Regions from separate parts of the Mus musculus genome. Here regions 2, 3, 4 and 5 are each linked to region 1. The links are chromatin contacts, called in public HiChIP or PLAC-seq and promoter capture Hi-C maps. All regions are on one chromosome and are shown on one strand. Each heading gives the region's core, a stretch centred on a gene start, on an enhancer-like site or on the middle of the called end of the contact. The rest is flanking DNA. Distances are from core to core; before and after follow the strand shown. Region 1 holds the start of Jpt2 (Jupiter microtubule associated homolog 2). Region 2 holds the start of Mettl26 (methyltransferase like 26). Region 3 holds the start of Gng13 (guanine nucleotide binding protein (G protein), gamma 13). Region 4 holds the start of Abca3 (ATP-binding cassette, sub-family A (ABC1), member 3). Region 5 holds the start of Cerox1 (cytoplasmic endogenous regulator of oxidative phosphorylation 1).

What was found. Promoter capture Hi-C pulls out the DNA fragments that hold promoters and counts their contacts. HiChIP or PLAC-seq counts read pairs in DNA pulled down with a chosen protein or histone mark.
Region 2: a promoter capture Hi-C map of liver shows a contact between it and region 1, with 3 times the contacts expected there. The contact joins the promoter of Mettl26 here to the promoter of Jpt2 in region 1. A contact is called at or near these places in 4 of 39 promoter capture datasets (embryonic stem cells, hematopoietic stem and progenitor cells, liver and 1 more), 1 of 484 Hi-C or Micro-C datasets (B cells) and 1 of 115 datasets of contacts at active chromatin or transcription factors (stem cell-derived neural progenitor cells).
Region 3: a contact with region 1 is called in an H3K27ac HiChIP or PLAC-seq map of microglia, with 7 times the contacts expected there. The contact joins the promoter of Gng13 here to the promoter of Jpt2 in region 1. A contact is called at or near these places in 4 of 39 promoter capture datasets (embryonic stem cells, hippocampal neurons and pre-B cells), 2 of 115 datasets of contacts at active chromatin or transcription factors (astrocytes and microglia) and 3 of 9 other capture datasets (adipose tissue, embryonic stem cells and liver).
Region 4: a promoter capture Hi-C map of liver shows a contact between it and region 1, with 2.4 times the contacts expected there. The contact joins the promoter of Abca3 here to the promoter of Jpt2 in region 1. A contact is called at or near these places in 1 of 39 promoter capture datasets (liver) and 1 of 115 datasets of contacts at active chromatin or transcription factors (pancreatic cancer cells).
Region 5: a contact with region 1 is called in a promoter capture Hi-C map of pre-B cells, with 3 times the contacts expected there. The contact joins the promoter of Cerox1 here to the promoter of Jpt2 in region 1. A contact is called at or near these places in 2 of 39 promoter capture datasets (embryonic stem cells and pre-B cells) and 2 of 115 datasets of contacts at active chromatin or transcription factors (bone marrow-derived macrophages and embryonic forebrain).

What each region holds. Positions count from the first base shown.
Region 1 is chr17:24,957,156-24,962,302 of GRCm38.p6, forward strand. Jpt2 (Jupiter microtubule associated homolog 2) reads right to left here and starts at 3,468. Exons shown (of 5, transcript NM_198937.2): 1 at 3,413-3,468. The coding sequence starts at 3,456. Cramp1l (cramped chromatin regulator homolog 1) reads right to left here. Exons shown (of 21, transcript NM_020608.3): 21 at 4,071-5,147.
Region 2 is chr17:25,871,522-25,877,277 of GRCm38.p6, forward strand. It overlaps Mettl26 (methyltransferase like 26), which reads left to right and starts at 3,979. Exons shown (of 6, transcript NM_026686.2): 1 at 3,979-4,205; 2 at 4,439-4,601; 3 at 4,699-4,758; 4 at 4,974-5,041; 5 at 5,140-5,218; 6 at 5,429-5,642. The coding sequence starts at 4,009. The coding sequence ends at 5,476. n-TGccc7 (a tRNA gene) reads left to right here and starts at 3,567; the gene lies at 3,567-3,637.
Region 3 is chr17:25,716,036-25,721,037 of GRCm38.p6, forward strand. Gng13 (guanine nucleotide binding protein (G protein), gamma 13) reads left to right here and starts at 1,493. Exons shown (of 3, transcript NM_001357782.1): 1 at 1,493-1,546; 2 at 2,632-2,763; 3 at 2,892-3,067. The coding sequence starts at 2,666. The coding sequence ends at 2,997. Chtf18 (CTF18, chromosome transmission fidelity factor 18) reads right to left here. Exons shown (of 22, transcript NM_145409.2): 17 at 4,789-4,938; 18 at 4,565-4,695; 19 at 3,830-3,974; 20 at 3,617-3,748; 21 at 3,333-3,390; 22 at 2,995-3,249. The coding sequence ends at 3,113.
Region 4 is chr17:24,349,423-24,354,443 of GRCm38.p6, forward strand. It overlaps Abca3 (ATP-binding cassette, sub-family A (ABC1), member 3), which reads left to right and starts at 2,601. Exons shown (of 33, transcript NM_013855.3): 1 at 2,601-2,829. It overlaps Abca17 (ATP-binding cassette, sub-family A (ABC1), member 17), which reads right to left and starts at 1,637. Exons shown (of 31, transcript NM_001031621.3): 1 at 1,546-1,637.
Region 5 is chr17:25,567,785-25,573,228 of GRCm38.p6, forward strand. Cerox1 (cytoplasmic endogenous regulator of oxidative phosphorylation 1) reads left to right here and starts at 3,027. Exons shown (of 2, transcript NR_045176.1): 1 at 3,027-3,317. Sox8 (SRY (sex determining region Y)-box 8) reads right to left here and starts at 2,902. Exons shown (of 3, transcript NM_011447.3): 1 at 2,326-2,902; 2 at 1,044-1,276; 3 at 1-297. The coding sequence starts at 2,738.

The sequences.
Region 1 (5,147 bases), core at 2,218-4,717:
GCATTACCTGAAAGCTCTGCTCTGATGTCCAGAGCACGGGTATACAACTGCAATATGGTGAAAGACTTCATATGCATATTTCAGATACCTGGTTAGACTTTTAAAATGCCTTTCAGTCATGCATGCAAGCTAATACCTGTGATCCCACCACTTGGAAGGTGGAGGTAGAAAGATCAGTAGTTCAAAAGTTATCCTTAGTCAGGCATGGTGGCTCATGCCTTTAGTCCCAGCATCCAGGAGGCAGAGGCAGGTGGATCGGTGGTGACACAGTGAGTTCCAAGACAGCCAGGACTACCTACGTAAAGAGACTGCCTCAAAACTAAAACCAAAACTGATCCTCCACTATAGAGTGAATTCAAAGTCAGTAAAGGCTACCAGAGACCATCTAAAAAATAAGACATGAATTTTGAAGAGAGGCCACTTGAAAGTGAATTTTAAATCGGTGAATGGCCTATATTCATCCTGCCTCCCTCCCTGCTCTGATCTATGGTTACCTACGCAGCTGAAGAAGCTGTGGCTGTCCTAGAACTCTATGTATACCTGACTAGCCTCCAACTCACAGAAAGCTCTGCTCTGCCTCCCACTACAAGAATTAAAGGTGTGTGTACTGCACCTAGTTTCACCTTCTCACAGTAGGCCTAACCACTGAGACTGCATGACCTCAAATATTTAGAAAAATATTTAAAATCAAAGACTACCACATAAAAGCAAGACTGGAGGTTAGGACTGACTGAACAGCTACGTAAAACAGTGACCACTCAAAGACTTCATTAAAAACAAAAGTACCTAAAATGTGTTTGTTTCATTCAAAGAGCTAAAAGGCTGTCTATCATTGCAATGTAATGGGTGTGAAGTTCTCAGTCAGCCTAAGGCAGGGAGGGAAGTGTAAAGTGTGCCAGTCACAGATGCCAGGTCACTGTCTTCTTAGGAGGAAGGGGAAAGAGGATGTATCAAACCTACCCCACCAACCGTTACTATTTCTTGAAGGGTCTTAGAAAGGGATAGAAGTTCCTTTGAAAAGGGGGGAGGAGGTGGGGATGGGGGAGCTTGGCCCACTACAAAGAACTTAACAAGATTGTAGACCATACAAAGCAGTTGATGGGTAAGTTAAGACTACCTGACTTCCACGCCCATCTTTAGATCTTATTCTGACCATCTTCTTCTGGGCGGTCAGGTCTAACAGCCTTGGGTCTAGTCTCCTCTTTTCTCTTTCTTTCTTTCTTTCTTTCTTTCTTTCTTTCTTTCTTTCTTTCTTTCTTTCTTTCTTTCTTTCTTTCTTTCTTTCCCGCTCTCTCTCGCTCTCTCTCTCTCTGGTGTTTTGAGACTGGGTTTCTCTGTATCGCCTGGCTGTCCTGGAACTCACTTTGTAGACCAGGCTGGTCTCAAACTCAGAAATCCACCTGCCTCTTCCTCCCAAGTGCTGGGATTAAAGGCATGCGCCACCACTGCCCAGCCATTTATTTTCTTATTGGGGGTTGGAAAGAGCTGAGTCAGGATCTTGAAGTGCTCAAATTCACTATGTAGTGAGTGACAACCCTGAACTCATATTCTCTACCTCCATGTCCCGAGTGCTAGGATTACAAGTGTGAATACTCCTAGCTTTATTTTAATAATCTCATTTTACATGAAGCCACCAGCATCCTACCCTGTGGAGGTTTGACCCCGGCAGACCCTCACTCTACACTCTCACCTTCCCAGTCACTCTGTGGTTATTCAGACACAAGATACCGACAGCCAGACGTGTGTGTCAATGGTATGTGTTCCATGTATGTGATACAACAGAAGCAGGAGCCTCAAAACCATCTCCAGAGATGAGGCCCAAATTGAGTCTGTTACGGGAATATAGGAACTAGCTTTTGAACTTAATATGGGTATTGAAAGTAAGGATTTAGTATTGCTTTGTGTACTAAAATAATGAGCCACTTGGGCAAGAGCAGTGTCCACCTCCATCTCAAAGACAATGGAGCAAGCACAAGCTTCAAAGCCTACAGCAGCAATGCAAGTCTTAAGGTTGCCCCTGCAGGGTCTCACAAATGGGCCTTTCAACAAATAGGGCCCAGAACAATGGCACAGTGTGGCCTTCTGGAAGCCACTAGCAGCCATTAATCACAGTAACACCAGTGGAGTGGAAGGTTCTAGGGCCAGATTAGTCAACTCAGACTTTAGGACCAAATCCATAATTCCAATTACTTTTTCCTTTTGTAGTACCCTTTAAATGTTTCAGTAGAAATACTCAAGTTATCGAGAAAATATAAGGGATATAGGCAAAGATGAAAAGCCAGAGTTCAAATGAACTATGGCACTGGAGAGAAAGAAAATATCGACGGTTGTCAGCGCTCCCAGGCCTCCCTGGAATGATGAGTTTCATAAGAACTAGGAACTAATGAGAAAATCTGGGACAAAGCCATGAGAAATAGACCGGGTGGGGGGTGACGTGTTCTTCATGGTTAGTAATTTTTGTGGATGAATGACAGTAATACCATAACGCTTTTACAGTTCAAACATCTCCAGCACAAGAAAATCCCTCTGCTGAGGAGACAAAAGACAGGGTTAGACGAAAGGAAACCCTGGAGTACAGACAGACCTTACAGACTCAGGCTTTGTAGCAATCAGTCGGACTATGTGCTGCTATCTTCTCCAACCTGCCTAAGTTGCCATCCAAAGCACGCTTTCTATCTAATATGGCCCAGACTGAGGCTTCCAATTGCGCTTCATTATCCAGTTAAGGTAGCTCCCCTTTCCCCCTCATCCCGCTATCAAGTGGGTATTTCCTCCTTTTCCTAAATTCCTCTCCATGGACGCCTACTCAACAATTAACTCCTGGAGCTCGTAAAGTCATTCGAACACCAGTTTCATTTTATCAACTCAAATGGGGATTTCCTCCTTTTCCTAAAATCCTCTCCATGGACGCCTATTCAACAATTAATTCCTGGAGCTCGTAAAGTCATTCGAACACCAGTTTCATTTGATCAACTCAAAGCAGATCAGACAGAAAGCCTAGAGGAAACTGTGTAGGGAAGGTCCCCGCCCAGGGTGTAGCAGTCAGTAGTGCATCCAACAAACACCTGGTCGTGGGTTGGGTCTGAGAACGCTGCCGCTACTCAGCCACATTCAAAGGTCGTCATGACCAACCAAACTGGACAAGGGAAGGGCTCAGGAAGCGGCAAACAGCTCGGAGCGCCCGGCTAGCGTCTGTCCTGAGCAAGCACTTCAGGAGAGCCACGTGTCTTAATCCCGCCGCCCGGTCTCCACTCCGCTCTAACCCCACAGCCTTCCTGCAAGGCCCTGCGGGAGAGCGCGCACAGTATCCTCAGGGGAGCCCCGCGCCACACCCACCGCACTTGTAGGGTCTCCCGCCCGCCACGTGGCTGCGGCTATGCGCCCACCCGGGCCCCAGCACCGGTCCGCGCACCTGGAACCCGACTTGCCAGCTTGGCTGTCCGCGCCCTGGAACATGTCGGCCGCCGCCCCGCGCTTTCACAGCCGCCGCGCGGCGGTTCCCGCTTGGTCCCGCGCAGGTACCCTGACCCGCCCAAGCCAGTTGGACGCCTCTCGCGCCAATCATGTCTCTGCAGCCTATCGTAGAGTCGTGCCCCACTCCTCCCTCCCGCCCCCAAGGAGAGGGAGGCTTGGAGGCCCGCATCGCGCTTACAGCCGATTGGCTGCAGGGGGCGCCTCTCATGGCCTCAGGCGTGGGCATTGGTTCACAGCTCGCCCCACCCCCAGCCAACACGCCTCCGCATGCGAATCCGCATTTTCTGGCCGACCTATCCCGGGCTGGATGGCACTAGGAAGTTTCTGGCCGGTGGTAGCGGAAGGCTTCTTTGGGGTTACAGCACCTTCGGGAGGAAAGGTTCATGGAAGCGCACAACATACCCATAACAGAAGCAGCGAATTCTGTAATGAATTCCGCATTCAGCGGTCACTCAATCGCTGAATCTCTGATGCCTACCTGTTTGCTCACCCTCACCTCCAGGGCACCTCCAGGCCTTAGAGCTCATCTCATTACACTGTGCCTGTTGGAATACCCTAAGCATACTGGCTTTGAAAGCAGGCACAAAAGACAGACATTAGATGAAGTATTAGTATGTATTTATGCACAATAAAAACATTTACAAGCCGAACTGGAAATTTTAGCCGAAGTTTTAACAGTTCTTGTTTATTAAATAACCAAAACACCTTTTATTCCCAAAAAATTGGTAAAGAATAAATAATGTAATTTACAATATGGTACAAAAAATAATCAGAAGGACAGGCATTCTGCTTTATACATACACTGTATATTTATAGTCTATAAAACAAATTCACATCTCAAGCCGGAAACCTCAGATGATATGGCTTAACGATTATCAAAGCAAACAGCACTGAGCTCTGCCTGCTGGGGGCACCCCTCCAGCCAGTGATCTTACGAAAGAATAAGGGTCTGGCTGGGGCAGTGCTTCCAAAACTGGACTGACCACACCAGGCTAGCCTCTGGGAAAGGTATACTGTGGGTTTCTTTCCTTTTTTAAAGTGTTTTTTTTTTTTTTTTAAATTAAGACAAAGTACGGTATTTCCTCATGAATGCATCTGGGAGATTTGTTTTTAAAGTACATAAAACAATTTCCTTCTAAACTTATTTTGACCATTTCTAATAATATGGTTTGGTTAAAAATGCTATTGAACTGAATGACACCTCCCCTAGCAGAGGCTATCACAAGGAATGAAAAAGAAGAGGAGGGTAGGAAAAAAGGTTGACCAACAGATGAAATGTCCCAAAGTCCCACTCCCTGAGCAAGTACTATGCCCGACAGGATCTATGGACTTCAGCTCGCCTGAGCATCTTCTCTAGGACACAATCCATGCCAAGCACCAAAGATACAGGTTCCCCATCTTTTAAAAAGATGAATCAACATGTCTAAGAAACATTAATATTAACAAAAGATTTTCTCAAAGAATGACCGCATGTAAGTCACACTAAGTTCCAATGAGGAGAGGAAGCCCGAGTGAACGCCAACCATCCAAACTGATGGAAGGAAGAGAAGGAAGATGTAGAACCCAGGAGCCTGCCTTGCTGTTTTTGTTTTGTTTTTTAAAAAACTCTAACCTTTAGCAGTTTTCAGGTTTTATGCATGGATATTTGCTTACGCTGGGAGACGTTGTATCCA
Region 2 (5,756 bases), core at 2,729-5,228, 910 kb after region 1:
GAAAGAAAGAAAGAAAGAAAGAAAGAAAGAAAGAAAGGAAGGAAGGAAGGAAGGAAGAAAGAAAGAAAGAAAGAAAGAAAGAAAGAAAGAAAGAGAAAGGAAGGAAGGAAGGAAGGAAGGGAGGGAGGGAGGGAGGGAGGGAGGGAGGGAGGGAGGGTTGCTTCCTGGCTAAACTTGTCCCTTCCCACTTACATAATGCCTGACCCACCCTTAGTGACCTTTCCCTCCAAGGCCACTGTGGCCTGACTCAGATGGCCTACAGCATACTGTTTAATCACTCATACATGGTAGGAAGGCAGAACAGGATCCTGGGAGCTCATGCTAGTTTGGTTGTTGTTTTGTTTTGTTTTGTTTTGAGACAGGGTTTCTCATTGGAACCAACCCTGGATATCCTGGACTAGATTTGTAGATCAGGCTGGCCTTGAACTCACAGAGATCTGCCTCTGCCTCTGCCTCTTGAGTGCTGGGAATAAAGGCGTGTGCCACCACTGCCCAGCAAGGGGCAGGAAGGATCAGTTGGGTCAGAATGAAGCACAGTAAGGGACGGAAGCATCTAAGGTCCTGTGGAAAGCATGCATACCACAGGAGCTCCCTTGTGACAGGTCCCTTACAAATAATATGCAACCCTAACTAGCTACTATTAAAGCCCAGTCTCATACAAACTCACCAATGGACAAACTCAGTCTTTGCTTAGATAATCATTGGCCAGAACTAGAGGGCAAGACATTCATTCAATAGCAGAAGCCCAGGGTTGGGTTCGGAAGCCCTAAGAAGGGTTTTCAGGTGACCTTGTTCTGAGGTTAGGGCATGGGCAGATGAGGTCAGGGGGATGGGGTGGGGACAGAGGTGGGAGTCTAGTGATCTCTATGGAGTAGGAGGTGATCTCAGTTGAGGAGGTGGAAAGATGTGTTGAAGGGGCAGATAGCCTGTTGGGGGTTGGGCTCAACAGTGAAGTCTTCCCAGGTGCAGTGTTCCTAGGTCCTGTGAGGATGGAGCCTTGGTAGAATGTCAGTTGGGCAGCCTGACATCTGAGGGAGTGAGGGATATGGGAGATCACAGCTAGAACCATAAGAGAGATGTCCTGGGTGGAGCCTCCAGGCCCTGACTATGCCCTTTTCAGAGGAAGACACGGGATATCTGAACACAGAGGAGTTGGTATGAAAATGAAGCAGAGATGGAGTCACAGTCAAGTGGCCAAGACAGTGATCCAGCACCTTTGTTTTGGATTTCTGGTCTCCAGAAGTGTAACAAAACAAACTTGTTTTCTATTACCAAGCTTTGGGTTAATTTGTTACAGTAGCCACAGAGGGCACAGAGAAGCAAGAAGGGCAACAGTAAGGGCTGGGGAGAAACCTCAGGGGCACTGGACTCAGTGACCATAGACACGTGGGACTGGGCTAAGGAAAAGAATGTGAGTCCTGCTCAGTTCAGGCTGTGTGAGACAAAGACACCAGTGCCTCTAAGGGAGAAATATAGCGAGGCTGGATGCTCACTCATCAAGTATTGCCTCTACGCTAACCCCAGAGAGAGAAGCCAGGACAGAGGCCAAAGCTAGGAGAGTGTGGAAGGACCAGAGTAACGTAGGTTTCTAACACAACACAAAATCTAAGACCTGGGGCTCTCAAGGGCCCTGATAATTTGGTAATAAAGATAAACTCATTTGAAAAAGCCAAAATCAGCTCCAGGAGCCTGCATGTCTGACCTTAACAGGAACCCAGCCTCAACAACTGCTTGCCATGGCTGGAGAGTCCAACTTACAGGGTCCAGACAATGGCCAGCATCAGGCACTCAGGATCTCCAGGAAGCAGGTGCTCACACAGGCCAACTGCAAGCAAAGTCTCCTCTCCCATCTGATGGCCTCTGACCTCAGTAATTAGGGAAAGTGTTGGTGCATCCAGAGCAGCAACTCCCACAGGAGGGTATTAACCAGAGGCCAAGAACCCTTAAATGTCTTGTTGAGCGCTGTTCTCTAACGCAGCCTCCCTGTGGGGAAGGGGAAGCAAGAAGATCAATCTAGGGCTGTCATCAGTCTCCCTATTTCCTGGTTTTTTGTTTGTTTATTTTTCAGACAGGGTTTCTCTGTGTGCTGAGACTAAATGTGTATATGCTACGCGATGCTTTAGGAACTAGTTTTGGCCGGCGTGGTGGCGCATGCCTTTAATCCCAGCACTCAGGAGGCAGAGGCAGGCAGATTTCTGAGTTCGAGGCCAGCCTGGTCTACAAAGTGAGCTCCAGGACAGGCAGGGCTATACAGAGAAACCCTGTCTCGAAAAACCAAAAAAAAAAAAAAAAAAAAGAATTAATTTTGATTCTTTGTTTTGTTTTGTTTGTTTTGTTTTCCAGACAGTTTCTCTCACTGTGGACTAGCCTCTGACTCTCCAGTACCACCACCAACAGGCCCCAGTTGAAATTTAAGTAGCTCCCTGGCTGTCCCAGGCCCTCTTCCAGGGGCTCTCCTTGAGACAGGGCATGTTTAGAACAGTGTTGCACTTTGATGGAGAGAAAGAATCATCCACGACCTCTCCTGAACTTGGACATATGGAAGATGCTCACACCCCCAGCTCCTCTGCCCAAAATCCCACGAATAATCTATGGGAAAAGCAAGCCAGGTATGCAGAGGCTGAGGCTGTAAAAGGGAGAGTCTGACTCAGGTCCAGTCAAGGTCACTACCAATGTCAGACATCCATAACCATCTGTCAGGGGCTGCTCAGAGTGGGTGAGGGGTTGGACTTCAGGACTTTCCCCGAGTCTGGACTGATAACTTTTCAGAGGCATTTCTAGAGTGGCCACCCTATATCTCATCCTTGGGCCATGTCACTCACATAGTTTAACAGTTTGACTACACTCACACCCCTGGTCACTCCGGCTGAATAGACACCTCAAACACAGCCCCAAGCAGGAGCCATGTTTAACCCTGAGCTCCATGATGTAGTATGGGGCAGAGTAGCCCACGCAACCTTTGAACTAACTGTTGGCAATCAAGCGTGAACGTCTCGGACATTTTCTAAAATCCAGCCCCTGTGAGAAATGAACCACTTCAAACCACACAAAGGTGAGAATCAGAGAAGTACCCTTGTCCGTGCACTTGTCGCTTCGAATTTCATTTCAATAGTCACTGACCGCCTCCTGCTATCTATCCGTGGACCTCGAGCTAATGCCAGCCGTCTCAGCGTCACACAAAGCTCATCTGAGCCCAAAGTGTCCCAGACCCGAGGATTCCTGCATCTGGGTTCCCCAAGCTCCATTCTGTTACCGCCCATGCCCACAAGGCTTGGCTTGTTGAACCTCAGGACCTGAGCGCGACCTCAGGCTTCCAAGAGATCGCGACCGCTATGGTTTCCATGGCGCAGAACCAAATCCTGTCTATAAATCTCACGGTACCCACATTTTCTCCTTTCCCTTGGACGACAGCAACAACACTTTGGGATCTGGTGGGATATGTTGTTCTGCAAACGCTTGCCAATAGAGAAACGGAGCGCAACAGAAAAGACACAGGCATAATGCTGTTACATTAACATGCTTGCGTCACAATTCGTATGCCCTACGGACTGCAGTCTCGCTCAACAGCGCCGCTGGTGTAGTGGTATCATGCAAGATTCCCATTCTTGCGACCCGGGTTCGATTCCCGGGCGGCGCATGTTCTTTTTATTTTCCCGTTCATCTCTGAAAAGGAAGGATGCCTTGCAATCTTAAACACCATTCCAAAAAAGGTGAGGCGCAAACGCAACAAATGAGCTTTTAAACAAATACAGCTGAAAGACTCCAGGAAACCATAGCCTCTACTCGAGCCTTGTTCCTTGTCCGAAGTCACCGCTAAATCCCGGCCGCCGGAATCAGTTTCCCGCAGATGCAAACCCTTTTAGGAGTTGAGAGGCCTCCTAACAGTTATACTGTTGCAAGCGGCTGGCCCTTTCGACCACAACTCCCGTAGTGCCCCGCGCAGGAGCTGGACCACAGCTCCCGTGGTGCCCCGCGCGCATTCTGGCTGGGGCTGGCCGCACCGCTGCGATGATGATGGCTGCGGCTGCTGAGAGAAACAAGGAGCCCATCCTGTCCGTACTCCGCCAGTATGTGGATCCTGCCCAGCGCTGTGTTCGCGTGCTCGAGGTGGCCTCGGGCTCTGGACAGCACGCGGCACACTTTGCACAGGCCTTCCCGAATGCCGAGTGGCAGCCGTCGGACGTGGACCAACGCTGCCTGGACAGGTGCGGCGGCGCGGTGTCTTTCCCTTGCGGCCGCTTGGGGCTGAGTGAACGGCGGGGCTGGCAGACCGGAAATCAGGACAGGCCTAGGTTTGGGTGCCAGACTGAGGTAGTAGAAGCAATGGGCTGTAGGGTCGACAAAGATACCCGCTTGCTGCTCCTCAGGACTTTCCCCCCACACCCCGATCACTGAGGGGCCTCGTCAGCCCTTGCCCATGCGCTGCTGCTCTCCACAGCATTGCCGCCACCACCCGAGCCCAAGGGTTGTCCAATGTGAAGGCTCCGCTGTACCTGGACGTGACCTGGGAGTGGGAGCAATGGGGCGGCATCCCACCCCGATCGCTGGACCTGTTGCTCTGCATCAATATGATCCACATCAGCCCCCTGAACTGCACAGAGGTGGGGACCACTGTGGAGCCCAGCTTTCACGTTGCAAAGAGGAAAGCATGAGTCTCCAGCTCCCGGCTTACTGTGCCCTACTTGCCTTCCTCTGCAGGGGCTCTTTAGAGCAGCAGGACACCTGCTCAAAACCAAGGCTGTGCTGATCACCTACGGGGTGAGTGACCCTACCTTAAGACACCCCTATCAGCCTTGGGTGTTTCCCCACTCTTGAAGCCCAGGGCCCGGGACCTAGCTAGCCCTTTTCCTTCTTGAGTGCAGAAAAAAGTTATTCTTTCTATACTCCTATGGAAAGAACTCCATCCTATCCTGCAAACTAGCTGTGTGGGAACGACTGACTTTGGGCCTATGTATTGTGTCTTGTTCTCACAGCCCTATGCCGTCAATGGGAAGATCTCTCCCCAGAGCAACGTGGACTTTGACCTGACCCTCAGATGCAGGTCAGATCTGGCTAGGAGGTAGCTTGGCTCAGAGAGAGGGTAGGCGGGATCATAACCTCAACTCTGCAAATGCCTTCTACCTTCCTCCCCAACTGCAGGAACCCAGAGTGGGGGCTTCGTGACACAGTCCTTCTGGAGGAACTAGGCCAGGCCAGTGGCTTGGTCCTGGAGAGGATGGTAGGCAGGGCGATGTGGGGGTGGGGAGCCTCCCTGTGATTAAGAGTCACTCCAGCCTGGCATGGTGGCGCACGCCTGTAATCCCAGCACTTGGGAGGCAGAGTGAGTTCCAGGACAGCCAAGGCTACACAGAGAAACCCTGTCTCGAAAAAACCAAAAACAACAACAACAAAAAAAAAACCAAGTCACTCCAGCAAAGCGTTTTTCCAGGTGGACATGCCAGCCAACAACAAGTGCCTGATTTTTCGGAAAGAATAGCATCTCTGTCAAAAGTTGTCACGGTACAAGCTAGACCTCAGCCCCTCCCTCAGTCCTTGGGATAAATTAGCCCCTCCTGGTCTGGTGGCCACAGGGCTGTAGAGAACCTGTTCTGAAGGGGCCTTAAAATAAATCCTTTCCAGCCCACTGTGGGCTATCTATACCACATTGCTTGCTGGGAATACCTGGGAGAGGGCGAAAGGGGACCGGTCTGGGAGATGATTAGGGCTTGGGGTGGGTGTAGCTGAAGCAGGACTGAGCTGACTTTCTCCTATGTCCC
Region 3 (5,002 bases), core at 243-2,742, 760 kb after region 1:
CAGGGAAGCTTGGTGACCCCATTTCACTGATCAACACCAGGGAAGCCTGCTGTGTGACTGATGGTCCTGAGAGTCCAAGGGACAGGGACCTGGTCTGTCTTTTGATCATACCTGCAGGGGTCCAGGCCATCTCCTGGGCAGGGTGAGCTCTGAACTCCTTCTGTTCCTCTAACTCTGACCTATCCTGTTGTCTAGGTAAGGGCCACTCAACAAACCTCCAGCCCTCAGAGGACCCAGAATACTTAGCAAGGTACTGGCCCTGCCTCCCAGGACAGGCTTGCCCCTCCCCCACGGGTTGCTGTTGCAGCCTGCGTCATATGAAGGTCCCCAGAGCACAGCTCCCACAAGAGTTGGTGAGGTGTACCTCTGACAGTAACACTGGGAAAGGGAGGCGCTGCTCTGGTTAGTTGAAGGCAGGGCTAGCCCCCTGCCCCCGTTACAGAGTCTCTGAGAAATAGGGAGGTGGCTGCCGCCGGGCACAGGGCTCAAAATCCTGTGGCTGAGGAAGTACTCTTCTCCCTACCCAAAGGCCATCCAGCATCAGCTAAGAAACTGACCTACTCACCCCCTAAGCTAACTTTTAATCTACCCAAAGCTGGAGATGGGTGACCCTTCACACCCGAGGCCCCCACGCACTATCCAACCGTGGGTTCTTTTGAAGTCATTGCCTGGGAATGAGGAAGGCGCCAGAAGGTGGGAGTGCTATGGAGGGAGGCCTGAACCCCTTCTAGGTGAGGCTCTTGTCGTGGAATTCTGCGGGATGCCCCCCAGCCTCCCATAAGTGGACAACACTGAAGGTCACCTGCACCAGGTGGGCTGCAAGACCACAGTGGGAAGTGCTCTGCCCCCACCCCCTCTTCTCAGCTGCCTGCATTGGAGTGCCCTGCATAGGAGGGCCCTGACCAGAGAAGCCTTGTTGGGTGGGGCATATTTTGCTGTTTAGGGCTCTGGTCCCAGTATCACAAGATTGTCAAACTGGGTTGCCAGCAGTTGTAGCTGACCCAGGAGAGACGGGACTAGCTCCCACTGCTGCATGTCCCACCCCAGGGGAGACCTGCCAAAGCTGTAGGAGCAGCCCAGGGAGCTCTTGGGGTCAGCCCAACCCTGTAAAGGCGGTACCAAGGCCCCAGGTGGCAAGAGTGGGCGGGGCGGCTGCCTGGGCTCCCCGGACTCGGACAGCCCAGCCTCACTCCACAGATCCCTCGGCCCTTGTCATCTCTGCTTTTGCTGTCTCCTCCAAAAGTAAGTCCGATGAACAGAAACCTCACACTGAGGGGGAAACAGACTCCAGGGCTCTAGGGCTTGACCAGGTGGGGCCCCTAGGCTAATTCTAACTACTGGGACCAGGGCAACTGCCTCCGGGCCTCAGGGGCGGGGCGGCCGACAGATCGAGTCCAGCGGCGCAGGAGCCATCGCTGCGCGACGGGGGCGCGTCTGTCCTGCGCCGTGCGCGCCGCCCGCAGTGCCCGTGTGCGCCGCCGTGCGCCTGGCCGGGGGCGTCTCGGGGTGCACCGGCGGCCGGGCTCCGGCGGCGGCAGCAGCGCAGGTAGGGCCAGTGGTGGGCCATGCCCCCAGCCCAGATGCTCCCATTTGTGGAGGACCCGCAGCTGATCCTCCGCCCACGTGCCTGTCGGCGTGTGGGGCGCGGGAGAACCTAGCAGGGTGGGGCACTGTAACTTGGGGGTCTCTGGGAAAGGTACTCTGCAGGTGGCCCCACACAACCAGGAATACTAGCCCACCCAACCTCTCACTGGTTCCTTGCGAGCCCTGCCAGGACCTCTTTAGGATGGGCCACTCTAAAGGCTGGGTCCTAGGCTCTCCCCAAGGCCAGCTCAGCTCAGTATCCCGGGATGGAAGCTTAGCCCGGATGTGTCTGGTACTCGGTGCCAGACCCCTCTCAAGGTCGTGGAAGCTGTGATTGGAGGGAGAACCAGAGACTTGGTCTTTTGGAGTGCAACTAGCTAGGGAGGGGTAAAGGGAGGCCCGTTGTGCTCCAACTGACAGCTCTCCCTAGTCAGGTCAGTGACTGGATCTGAAAACACTGGTCTCAGGAAGGCTACCCACCTCCCAAGTCCTGGGCTTGCTGAAAGGCCTGTGTCCCCAGACATTCTGCACATACCCCACCCTACATGCAAATTGCAGACAAATCCTCCCAGCCCCGAGATTAACTTGGCCTCTCAGCCTCTTTACCCATGCAAAACAGGCATCCAGGAGGGCCAGGCAGCACCCAGCATCTCAGGGCTCTCATCGCAGCACCCAGGGTCTGAGTTAGAAGTGGGTCTGGAAGGGGGGTGGGGGCTGCCCTGGGTACTCAGAAGTCCATCTTTTAACCTCCCTAGGCAGGGATGAGTCTGTCCTCCCAATCCAGGGCTGGGCCTTCTCAGGCTCATTTGCCCAGCCAAGAACGGAAAGTTTGCTCTGCAGCTAATCAGCCCCACTGGGTAGAGAAGGCTCAGGGGTCTTGTTAGTGGGTCCCTGTGGCCCTCTTCGGGCTCTTTGCCAACATCACTCCAGACCTCAGGAAGGACCAATGGGTGGTATGGTCCCAGGATCTCCCTCTGTCCTGGGGCTGAGGGTGGCGTGGGGGTGGGGGCTGCAGACCCAGCTCTTTTCGCTTCTCCTGCCCACCAGCCTCAGGCTGGCTACCACCGACGCCCCCGACGCCATGGAGGAGTGGGATGTGCCCCAGATGAAGAAGGAGGTAGAGAGCCTCAAGTACCAACTGGCCTTCAAGAGGGAGATGTCGTCCAAGACCATCCCCGAGTGAGTGCCCCATGATGTCTGTCATTTACCTGCCCAGCCACTGCCCCTTGTGTGAACCAGGACCTCACACCCCCAGTAGGCAGGTGCCACGGGAATGACCGACACTCACTGACACTCCCCACTCACAGGCTTCTCAAGTGGATTGAGGATGGAATCCCCAAGGACCCCTTCCTGAACCCAGACCTGATGAAGAACAACCCTTGGGTAGAGAAGGCCAAGTGCACCATCCTATGAGCCTGACCCACACTCTCTGTAAGGTGTGACTTTATAAATAGACTTCTCCGGGTGTCTCTGCTTTAGTCCATTCCCTGTGGGAGCCAGTGCGATCTGATGTCCTGGGGCAGTGGGGCTACAGCAGGTCCCTGATGTACAGGCTGCGCCGAACAGCATTTGAGACGCCCTCGTTGAACCGGAACCACACCTCACTCCTGCCCACTGCCACACCCATGCGCCACTCGTCCGCGTCCTTCTGGGGGGCCTCAACCTCTGCAGGGACCAAAAGGTTTGCACCTCAGCAGACCCCAGCCTATGTCTCCACCCCCTCCCTTCCTTCTGTGACCCATACACACCTCTGCTCGGGACTGCCACTTTCCTGATGACCACACGTCCAAAGAAGTCCCTCTCAGGCTAGCAGAAAAGAGGGCCGTCAGCTTGCCAGTGAACAAGCAGGCACACCTAGGCCTTTCCCATGTGAGAGGAGACTCCCAAGGCCTCTGAGCAAGGCCTGCGACTAGGAGGACCTCTACTAACCACTGCCCACTTTCTGAGAGCAACAGGTGGCTCCTTGGGATTGGGGCAAGCCCCACCCTCCGGTAATCATCTTGCTCCAGCCCTACCCCCAACACACACACACCTGCTCCTGCACGGTTGCTCTCGTCATGATGTGTTCTAGGCGCTGCTCATGGTTACGTGGGACAGGCTGCCTTGTCCCCTTTTCCCCACTGTCTGTCCACAGACTTGCAGGCCCTGAGGAGCCCTGGTCCACCTGAATGGAAGCATGAGAGTCGGCTAGCCAAGGCCAAACCACTGATGTTGTATGCTGTCTCAACACCGGGGACAAACTTACCTGGGGGCCACTTCGAGCCCAGGCCAAAGCCTCTGCCCTGCGCATCTTCTCCATTTCAATCTCCCGAGCAATAAGCTGCTTAGCCTGGTAGGTGAGGGGCTTTCGGGCAGGTAGTTCAGGGAAGCGGCAGACCTCTTCCACATTCCTACCCAGGTGGGTGAGGCAAGATACCACGGTACCAGTCAGCAGAGGTAGTCTGCCTGTTGCACCAAGTCTAAGAGCTAGGGTGTGGGGTCAGTAAGAGCCAGGGTCTGCCTATGGCACCAACCCATACACCAAATTCAAGATCTTGGGTGTAGGGCAAGGTCCTGACAATGCTACAGCCTAACCCCATGGCAGCTGGGGGTTCTCCAACTATAAGTGGAGAAGACAAGGAACATGCACGGGGCTAAGGAGAGGGAGCAAGAACAGGCAGGGACACCGGGACCCTCACTAAACTGCAGGATACCAAGGTTGCTGCTGCTGCTGTGCCTAGAGCCCTCTAGAACCCCAAGGAGCTACAGACACGCAGGCTATCCACCCTGGGATGGACAGAGGTTATATGAACCCTACACTGAAACTTGGAATCAAAATTGTGTCTGACCTAGGATGAGGCCTAGTGCCAGCCACATTTGTGCCAGGCCTAAATTGTAACCCACAACACCTTGGATACCTCACCAAGACCACACTGGCTTTGGCACACACACACTGCATGTCCCCAGGTGTTCCCCCTGCCCCAGGCACAGGGGCACTCACGGCTCCAGCTTGTAGAGGTACTGCCCATCAGGTGTGCGCTCCTGGTGGTAGGTGAGACTGTAGGCAAGCATGGTACCCACAAGGCAGGACAACTGCTGCTTCTCATGGGCACTGTACAGCTGTGTGCTCACCTAGGGTCAAGAGGGCACAGGTTGGGCAACTCGGCAATGCCCAGAGCCACCTGGGCCACAAACTCCACCCTTTCCTCCGTATCTGACACTCACGGGGCGCAGCTTGGGTGCGAGGACATCCAGGAGCAGGCAGAGAGTATCTAGAACAAGGGCCTGTGGTGTGGCCCGGCTACGCGTGGTCGGTGCCATACCTGACACCAGTGTCTGTATGTGGTTCCTTGTCTGGCTCATCCGAGTCTGGGCCTAGGACAGAAAGTGAGCCGGGGCCAGGGGAGCAGAAACCCCACCAGGGGCCAGACCCTAAGCA
Region 4 (5,021 bases), core at 1,351-3,850, 610 kb before region 1:
AAGTGTGGCTGTGAACTTGAGTACCACAAGAACTGTGCAGAGAAAATCTCTTGTGCACTGTGTGAAAGTATTCCTGTCTGTAAAATAATGCTGTTTAGCCAATGGGCTCAGACAGATTAGAAGGTGGGACATCTGGCAGAGAGAGAGAGAAAGAGAGAGAAGAGAGAGATGCAAATGTCACGTGTCCAATTTACATCTATAGATAAATCTATATATTTACATAAACAGGTACAAAATTATAGAGAGAGTATTTACTGAACAAATGGCATGGGAAGAGGATGGCAGTTATAAAAAAAGTGGCCTTTTGTTTTAAAATTTGAAGAATATATTTATATAATACTTGCTAAATTTTAAATTTGTGAATATACTAATCATCTATATGAAACACCTCTAAAACTTCTAGATGATTAAAAGCTATGCAAACTACACTTGAAGCAAGATAGAGATTCACACAAAGACCACTATGGCAGTGTTGCTACAGTTTCTGTGCTGCCTGGATATTTAATAGAACAAGCCTACATAACTCACTGTCATAGTCAATGATGTACACACATTTCCGTGTGATTGTGTTTACATTAGTTTCAAATAACAATATATTCAGTTCTAACAATACATTGTTGAGGACTTTGAATTTGGTGTTAGATGGCTGTTTCAATACTTCCTTTACCAGTTTCATCTGTACTCCTCAATACACAATAAAATGAGACTTTGACACCAGACACCTACTTTGTGAGATTCTGAGGAACACGCATCACGAATACTCTCAACCTCGCCTTTGCCTAAGGGAATTCTAAGTCACCCAGCTCTGTTCCTAGATTTAGTTCTGCAGAACTAGGCTTAGGTTTGGAAAGGACTAAAGAATTTAAGTTGAAAATGGCAAGTACTGTTTTGAAAGAAAAGCGATTAAGTTTAACGTCCAGTTCCAGTCAGCCAGATTCATACACCTCCTATCATGAAATAGAGAATGGGAGAGACATTTTGGGTTGGAAGGATGATGGAGAGAAAGTCTTTGGGGACAAAGTCTTTTGGAGATGTTTACAGCACACCAATAATCCAAATCCCCACCTTGCTTTAATTGTCCCCCCATCTCCCCCAACACACACCGCTACATGCTTGTTACAACAGGCACATACTGCCATTTAAGTGCCAGGCATGATGATAATCCCTTAAGCATGCACTTTTCTCATTTCACTTTGGAAAAAAAGTGGTGGTTGTGGGGGAACCGCAACCTTTGAATACGCTATTACTACCATTTCAATTTTAGGAATGAGAAATTAAGATTCTGGAAAATACAATGACTTGAATACACTAGTGAAGGACTCAAGACCTGAAGCCAGGTCTTTGAGACTCCCTTTATTCGGCAAACTTGACTAGAGCATTTCTGGACAAGGTGTTCTAGGACCCCAGGGAACTGACCATGTACCAGGCAAGGGCTCTTTTCTTAGGGAGTCCATCTTCTGGTTAGCCATACAGGACCCTAGAGAGCGAGAGGTTATGACCACAGTGTAACTGGCATTGATTCGGAAGTCACGATCCCAGGGTTACCTTAAGGCTAGGCAGGTCTGGTCCGCAGCCCGGAATCCGGGGAGGGCTGCGCCTCACTCACCGCAGGCACCCTGTCCGTGGCCACGGGCACTGAAGGACCCGCTGGATCGCCCTCGACGACTGTTGGCCCCGCGACACGGCCACGCCCACGCTCAACCCCGCTTCTCCCGGGCCAGCCGCGCGGATGCCCAAGCTGCAGCAACCTGTGATTCCAATGCCATTCCCTCCTGCCTGGGCCGAGGGCACACAGATGTTCGCATCCTACTGTCTGAAGGAACCACAACCCCCTCCCACCTCCATGCCTGTCTACTGCCTGAAGAAATCCTAACGCCCCAATCTCCTGTCCGAGGAAACTCTACCGCCCAAGAGACCCCGACGCCCTGCCTTCTGCCTGAGGAGACCCAGATCCCTGAGAACCCCCTCCCACCCTGACTGTATTCTCCTAGTGGTGCTGCTGGGCTGGACCGTGACTTTCCCTTTCCTAGCTGTGGGCTGTCGCCTCTGAAAGGTTCCTAGACCTAACCTCACTAGGGCTTGGGTTCCTCCTGCTGAGAGCAGAAAGTAGCACTTTCTCTTGGTGACAAGAGTGAGATGGGGAGAGAGCCCTGAAGAGAAAGAGGAACTTGAATCCCGCTGCGAAAGTGAGATTCTTGATGTTACAGCCTCAACTGCTTTGAAACACATTTGTCCAGAGATGAGCTTCAGGCCAGCGACCCCGGGGCTCAGAGCCCCAAACTAACGCCTACTGTTTGCTGGACGCGAGCAAGGGCGTGCTGCACGATCAGTGGCGGATGCGGAGAAAACCCGCAGGGGCAACCCATCACGCACGCTCACCCCACCCTACAAGCGCTTGCCCACTGGAGGTGAGACCTGCGTGGAGTACTGCGCAGACGCACGATCCGGAATGTTGAACTGGGAGGGGTGCACGCGCTACGCAGAGCGCCCTCTGTCGGAGCTGGGCAACATGTGCCAGGCACTGCGCAGACGCTGAATCCAGAGCTTAGGCGAGGCTGAGCCGGCCGGGGGCAAACCCGGGGCACCTGCAGGGGCGGCCCAGTGCGCACGCGCGCTCCGACGCGCCCCCCCACCCCCTCCAGGAGCCGGAGCTTCCTGGTGCGTTCTTCCACCCGCGCCTGTCGCAGGCGCCTCCTCTCTGCCCCGCCGCCTCAGTTGTCAGCTTCGGCCGCAACCGCCCCAGCAAGGCTGGAGCAGGACCGGGAGTCTAAGGGAGGGAACCTGGCGAGAGAGCTGCGCAGACCGCCGCCACCCTGGCGCTGAGGGTCGGTGAGTGTCACTAGGACTTGTCACTCGCGCGCTAGCTCGGGGCTCTGAGATTTCCCGTCCTTGCCCGGGTCTCCACTCTGCCAGCGGGCAGCGCCCCAACCTGGGGCCTCCGAGCCCCTGCCTATCGCCGGGACCTGCGGGCTCGCGGACTGACCCTTCGTATTGCTGCAGGTGTAGCTGTCTTGGCGTCCTCATGCTGGGTGTGTCCCCGCTATAGCGGGGTCGCGGGGCTCGCAGGAACCCGCACAGACCGCTGGGTCGTTACGGGGTCTATTGTGCGGGCCTGGCAGGTGGACAGACAGCCGCCGCCCTCAGGCGCTTTGCGGGCTGCGACACAGCAGGCCGGCGGAATGCTCCAGGCTCAACCGGCCAGTGCTGGTCCTGGATGGAATTCCTCCCAGTTCTTCAAGCTTCAGCATCTTCGTTTTCATGAACTTTAACGTAGGGTTCAAGGGATGCTTTGATAGGGGTTGAAGTTGGCGAAGCCCTCAATGTGCAATACAGAACTCGGAAGGGGGAACCACAGCAACTACAGCAACTGTGCTCTGGTCAAGTGTCTCGGTGTTTGGTGTTGGTGCTCAGAATGACCGACCCCGAACTTCGACTAGTTCCTGGGGGTCAGGGCTCCAGCCTGGGGGTCAGGTCCCTGGTACTGCACGCTTGAGCTTTCCCTGTGTGTGGCCCATTTGGGCTTTGTCTTAAAAGGTATTTCTGTCTGTCCCTTTGCCTCCAGGCCTGAACGGTTCTTGTATCATAAATAGGGACTTGGTGTTTGTAACGTGAGGAGCACTCAGGAAATGCTCTCCCAATGAGTGACTGGGGCTTTGTAGTAACAATGTGGAGACCCAGGCAAGGCTTAAGGAACTGAATTCTGCCCCTGTCTCCTAAGCAGCCTTATTTCATCCAGAGAGTTTTGTTTGGTGTTGCCATTTGTAAGCTTGAAAAGACTGAAACCATTTTAGAAAGCTTGCCTCGTGGGAAGTAAGAGACAGGGTGGGGAGAGGAAAAGTTGATTTTTAAAAAAATGAGTGTCATGGGAATCCCCCTCACCCACATTGGTTTGAATTGAGCCCTTGCAAACAGATAATATCTTCCTCTAGGGCAGGCGGCATTCCACCATTCTGACAGAACAGCCTTTCAGAGCATGACCAGGTAGCTGGAGTTCTTCTTAACAAGCCACTAACTTTCCCTGTTACATTGACCAGGCTGTCACATAGAAACTATTTTGACTTGGTCTTAACTGGGAAGGCCTTAGTTTGGCCTTTATGGGCTTTATGGTTTCTCCTTCAGCCCTGCTTCTGGCAATTGGCAGGGGGTTCCTTTGATACACTGAGTCTGCCTAGAGCCACATTCTAGAACTCTCAGGTACGTTCATCAGTCTTCTAATGCGCAAGGCTCCAGGCATGATTCTGAGTCACTAGATGATCCCTGCCCGTAGAGATCTTCAAATGGCACTAATTTACTCACAAGAAAGTGGCTTCAATCAGAAGCAGGCCTGGCCAAATGGGTCAGTGAATTAAGGTGTCTAACAATCAAACCCGACAGGTTGAGTTAGATCCCAGTGACTCACGAGATAACAGAGGGCCAGCTCCAGCAAGTCGCCCTTGACCTCCACACAGACACCATGGTACATGCATGCCCCCCACCACAGCACAGAGAAATAAATACCGTGTTTGGTTTTTATTAAAGAATGGGCTAAGTGGTACAGGACACATCCAGAATAGATGCCACCCGTGTCTAAAGGAGTAGGAGAGCTGAACTGAGAATGCAAGATAGAGTTGTTCCAGAGAAATGTTCATGTGCCCAGCCAGAGCCTACAGTCTTCATGGGTAGGCCTCAGACTGAAGTTTCTATCTGAAAACACCTCTAGAAGGTTCTGCTCTGCAGTTAAGATGAAGAACTTCTCCTTATCAGAGGCAGCATTCACAGGGCCTGGCTCTGAAGTAGGCTAGGAAATGATAGGGTCTCATCAGTTAGAGCAGTGTGTTGGATGATACTCTCAACAGACTGACGTGGTGAAGGCCCATTCTGTGTGTGGAGTGAAAGGCCTGTGGCCCATTCCTGCATCAGTGCCATTCCCTGGGAATAGCACAAGGCCTGGCGTCAACAGGCCAGTGGTCACCTTTGCAGAAGCTGTAATGAGCTCCTTGCTGCTGCACTTGTTACTGAACATCCATGGTTACCTCTCTGGG
Region 5 (5,444 bases), core at 1,777-4,276, 610 kb after region 1:
AGTAGGAAGCGCCTCCATAGGAGCCAGAGGCAGTGGCCTGGCTGGGCTCTGTGGGCAGGGCTGAGTGGCCATTGAGGGGCAAGTACTGGTCAAATTCATGGACATCGAAGGTATCCATGTTACTGATAACCTCGCTGCTGAGCTCGGAGATGTCCACATTGCTGAAGTCGATGTTCTGGCGCCCGCTGTCCACTAGGCGGCGCCCTTCCAGCCTTAGCTCTTGCTTGCTTCCATTGCTCGCCTGGTGCAGGTCCGTCTTGGGGGTAGTGGGTGGGGTGGGTGGCCCATGGGTCTGGCCTGAGGAAGAAAGTATATTGCAAGGATGAATGCTCCTTCTGTGGGACCAGGGTGGAGCTGGTGGGTGACACCAGGAACCCTGGTAACTGCCACAGGTACAAATCAACGGCTTTTTGTTTCCTTACCTTCCCAGAAATTCCTGCAAACTCAGACCTAGCCCTCACTTACTGGCTGAGAAAATTCCGTTTGGCACTGTGCTGTGGGAAGACCCAAGGCTCCTCCCTGAAGACCTGGGTGGGGGGATGGAAGGTGGCCAGCCGGCCCCACCAGAACTAGCATTAATGGGGCACTTTTGGAATGCTTGGCCCTGGGCACTGGACCAAGGCGAACCCACACAACCCCGTTCTTTCCCCACCACAGCCCAGTAAACGGAAGCTCACAGCCGGCCTGCCTCCAGCTTCACTTCGGCTGCTTAGCTGCTGGGACCCCACCCACCAGCCTGATTCTGAGGCTGGGGCTATTGACCCACGCTGTTGTTACTGTAGAGTGGAGGCAGATTGTGAGTAAGTCCCGGTGACGGTAGACATCTCCAGAGTGCTAGATGGAGCTAGGCAGCTCCCTCCTTTTGTACATAAGAAATAGCTACATCCAGAGGTTTTTTTTTTTTTTTTTTTTTTTTTTTTTTTACAAGGGATCGGGGAAGACCCAGCCCTCCTCAGACTGCCAACCATGGAGGGAAGACCTACCCACACTCCAGATCAGTCCTGCTATTGCCCGTCCCCCATGCTAAGGGTCCTGGAGCCCACCTGTGTGGTGGTCACTGTGATGGTGTGCCTCGCCGAGCACTGCATCAGCTTTGTACATGGGACCACCAGGGTGGTGGCCCAGTTCAGTACCAGAGTCTGAGTCGCTCCGGCCAGTCTTCACACTCTTCCTTCGCCTTGGCTGGTATTTGTAATCTGGGTGGTCTTTCTTGTGCTGCACACGGAGCCTCTCGGCCTCCTCCACAAACGGCCTCTTCTCGCTTTCACTCAGCAAGCTACAGAAAACACAGTAGAGCGAGGATGCCCACGGAGCTCCAGACTTGCCAAGGACCTAGGCAGCGCCAGCAAACACTGCTGCCTGCAGTCAGACAGTTGGAGCACAGGATAGGGTGCTGGAGAGCTCAGGATACCCTCCAAGGGGTAACCTGCCCTCCTGCTGAGAACTCCGACACCAGTGGGGCAGAGCCCAACAGTGTGGTCTAAGGACCAAGACCCCAATTCTCCATCTTTCCCGAAGTCCCCCTTTCCAGCACTATTTGCTCATCCAGTCACCCACCACTGCTACCACCGCCGCCGCTACCACCACCACCACCAATCTCTCTCAAGAAAGACAACAGGACCCAGTGAAAACTATACTTCGACAAAGGCAAGGAAGGCTTTCTGGAAACCAGCCATCCCAAGTTGCCAGGAGTGATGGAGAAACTCCGGGAGATTGTCCTCAGAGCACACACACACACACCCTGAGAATCTCTCGACCTTGAACCTCAACTTGCCGGCCAAGCTGAGAGGGCAAGACAACCTGGCTGTCCTGCTCAGCCCAGTATCACTACTACACACTGTTTCAAACTCGAATAGAGGCAGCTTGGGAGGTGGGACTGTGCAGCTGTCTTCAATAATGCCTGCCTTTCTCAGGCCAAAGTGCTCATTGAGCCTGTCACTTTCACCTGCTCTTTCCTTCCCCAATTCCAGGTTCCTGTGGCCTGGGAGCAGTACCTGCCAGAGGACTTGGACTCCTCATGGACCCCGGAGTCCCAGCTTCTGCCCAGGACAAAGCAGCTTGATGCCTACCCAATATGCCTACAGGCCGTGGTGGCCACTCGATGCTAGGATCCCCAGTTCTGCAGTTCTCAGCAGGATATCCCAGGAGAGGAGAAAGGACTGGAGGGTCACACTCCAGGCACTGGCCTCCGTCCATCTCCAAAGTCCCACACCTGGTGTCTCTGTTGACCAGACCCACCCTGGAACCAGCCCAGGAGCACAGCCCAAGCTGGGGCACGAAGTCACTCCTTTCCTCAGCCTGAGTGTCAAGAGTCCCCACACTCACCGCCACAGCTTGCCTAGGGTCTTGCTGAGCTCTGCGTTATGGAGATGCGGGTACTGGTCCGCCAGCTTGCGGCGCGCCGCCTGTGCCCACACCATGAAGGCATTCATGGGCCGCTTCACGTGTGGCTTGGCCTTGAGCGTGCCGCCACCGCCGCCGCGCACAGGCATAGGCACCAGACTCCAGTCATAACCCTTAAGCACCTGCGACACGGCATCACGGATGCAGGCTGGGAAGCGTTCGTCTGCTGCCTCAGCAGTATCCCCTCGGCCGCCGCCCCCCGCGCGGCCCAGGCCCTCTGATCCCGCGGGCGACGGTGGCGCGTCGGAGTCCGAATCCTCCACGTGTGACATGGAGCTAGCGGTGCCAGACGGGCTGCAGGGAGGCTGGGCGCGGGCCTCACTCATGTCCAGCATCGGGGCCACGCGCGGAGGGGCACTCAGTGGGGATGGACGCAGGGGTCGCGCCCGGTCACTCTGTGGAAGGACACTCTAGAATCCAAGGTTGCCACGCAGGACCCAATCTTTGTCCTCACCGCAGGGGCCCAGCAGCAGCTCCTCCGCCGCAGTAGCTCAGTCTCAGTTCTGGGACCCGCAACAAGTTTCTTTAAGCCGTGGTCGAAACCCCGCCCCTCCCGGTCCGGGTTGGCAGGTCCTCCCCAGGCGGAGCTTGTATGCCCCGCCCCGAATCCAAAGAAGCCTTGCGACCCCGCTCCACCCTCCGTACCACGTGGGCCAGGCGCCCCGCAGCCTGATCCCTCGGCTGAGGCGGGGTCAGAGGGCTAAGGGTGACTGACTGCCCAGTGCATGGATCTCAGCAGCACGGCTTGACTTTCGGGCGGCAGGCAAGGATGCTAATCCACAAGGTTCCTGAGTCCAACATCCCTCCCTCCAATGTGGGGCTCGAATCCGCTATTGCAACCAAACCCGGGTTCTGCCCGCAGGGTGGCGCAATGACAAGAGCCACCAGGTGACCCTGGTAACTCCCGCACCTAGGTGAGCTGGAGGACCCCGGGGCTAGACAGAGGTGGGAGGGCGGGGGCGCTGGGCGGGGCTGCTCTGGCAGTGACTGCTGAGTCCCTGAGGGCGGTCAGGCGGATGGAGGGGCCGGACGCGGGGGCTCGGGTCCTTCCGGGTATGACCTGTGGTGGGGGCGCGGAGGCCCTGGCGGGCGGGCCTGGGTGGTCTGGCGGAGGCGGAAACCACGCTGGGCCGCTTCTCCTCAGCGCCTAGAGAGAAGGCGGAGAGTGCTCAGGGTCGGAGAGGGGACGTTTCTCCCGAGGCGAGAGCCAAGCCTGACTCCGAACCGCGCCCGAGGTCGCCCCCGCGACTTGCCTCCCAGCCCGGAGGTCTCCAAGTGCAGCTAGGAGTCTCTCGCCAAACTCAAAGGAGGCGATGTACCTGCCACCCTAAGCTTGTCTGGGTGGCATAGAGCTGTGGCTCTCGAGAGCTCGGTAACCCTAAAGGAAGCCACCTGTTTCCCAAGCCCGTGGAGGCGGCTGCAGGGAAGAACTGTGGTCTCTAATAATCTCCATCTCCACCCAAGCCGTGAGTGGTGCCCTAACCTTCAGGTCTGGGATCCCAGCCTCCAATCAGACTTTCCCTGCAGACCTGGAAAAGGCCAGTCCTGTGCAGTGTGGCCTTAGGGCATCTACAGCTCTGGACAGAGGGAGAAGGTCCAAGTCCCTGCTTCCTGCTGAGGGGACGGCTAAGGAAGAGAAACTACCTTAATGGTGACCTTATTCTATTCTAGTTCTCTCTCTCTCTCTCTCTCTCTCTCTCTCTCTCTCTCTCTCTCTCTCTCCTCTCTGTCTCCCTCCCTCTTCCCTCTCTGTCTGTCTCTCTCTCTCTCTCTCACTGTGTGTGTGTGTGTGTGTGTGTGTGTGTGTGTGTGTTGTGTCGATGGAGAGCTAGCTGCCATTGCCTGCTGAACTCTCTCCATATTTTAACCATTACCTGCCAAGAAAGGCCCTTCCCTGCACATCTGCAGTGGCAATCCTTTCCCTTGGGGATCCCTCCACTCAGGGTCCCACCTCTTGGAAAGAAGCTGTCTTAGAGGCATAAAGAACCCTGCTAGCTAGTGCACCATCCATCCCAGCAAAAGAAGGCTTAGCGGCAGAGTTGAGAACGGAGACCAGGCCTACATCCTCTCAGGACCTGACCCCTAAGGTCTCAGGTCCCAACCCTCTGAGCCTCCATGGACCCATGCTGTCAGACCAGCAGGCCTTAACAGAGACCTCCACGTTTCTAAGAAAGCACAAACCTGAGTTTGTATTGGGCATTCCAGGTTCTCTGGGCAGCTCTTCCTGGTCCTCACCCATTGTGGATATACTCACGTCTGATCCCCAGACTGCTCGGACGATGGAAGAAAGGAGGTGGCTCTACCTACAGTTTGTATCTTCCTGTCACTTGGGCTGTTGTGACCCCCTCCCCACCCAGCACCCCCGGACAGGGCCCTGGCGGACCCTGGTGTAGTCAGCCCTTGTTATACAGGTATAGACCACTATGGGTTGTCAGGAGCTCATCCAGCTCCGCTCTGTACAAGCACTGACACGCAAGGGGTGCCCTGAGCTCTTCCAGGCTCTGTGCTCAGAATTGAGCCCAGTACAATCTGTGGGCACACAGTTAGTGCTCCAAGCCCATGCCAGGCTCATTGTTGGATCATCTTAAAAGACCAGTACACCCTCCAGGTCTTTAGACTCCTTTCAAGCCAATTGGTTCACATCCTCAGCCACCAGAGAGACCCTGAGCTGTAGCTGCTAGAAAGAACGTTATTCAGGGTGGGCTCATATCTTCTCTAGGACTGATCAAATACAGCATCATGTCAGGGCCTCCTAGGACCAAATCATCAGGACACTGCTTCATGGTCTCAGACCTGGAGTTCCTAGTATTGAGGGCAGGGAAAGAGCTAGTCCTTTCTCAAGATGCACCCAGTAGGGTAGGAGACTTTTAGAAGGATGTGATGGTTTAGCTGTGATCTGAAGCCTGCTGCTACTATAAAAGGAGAAAACAATAGTCCCTGTAGGCAGCATCATATGCAAAAGGCCCTGAAGTCCCGGACAGCGCAGGGTATTTAATAACACAGGAATCTACAGATCTTTAAAAACGTGAGTGGAAGCTATT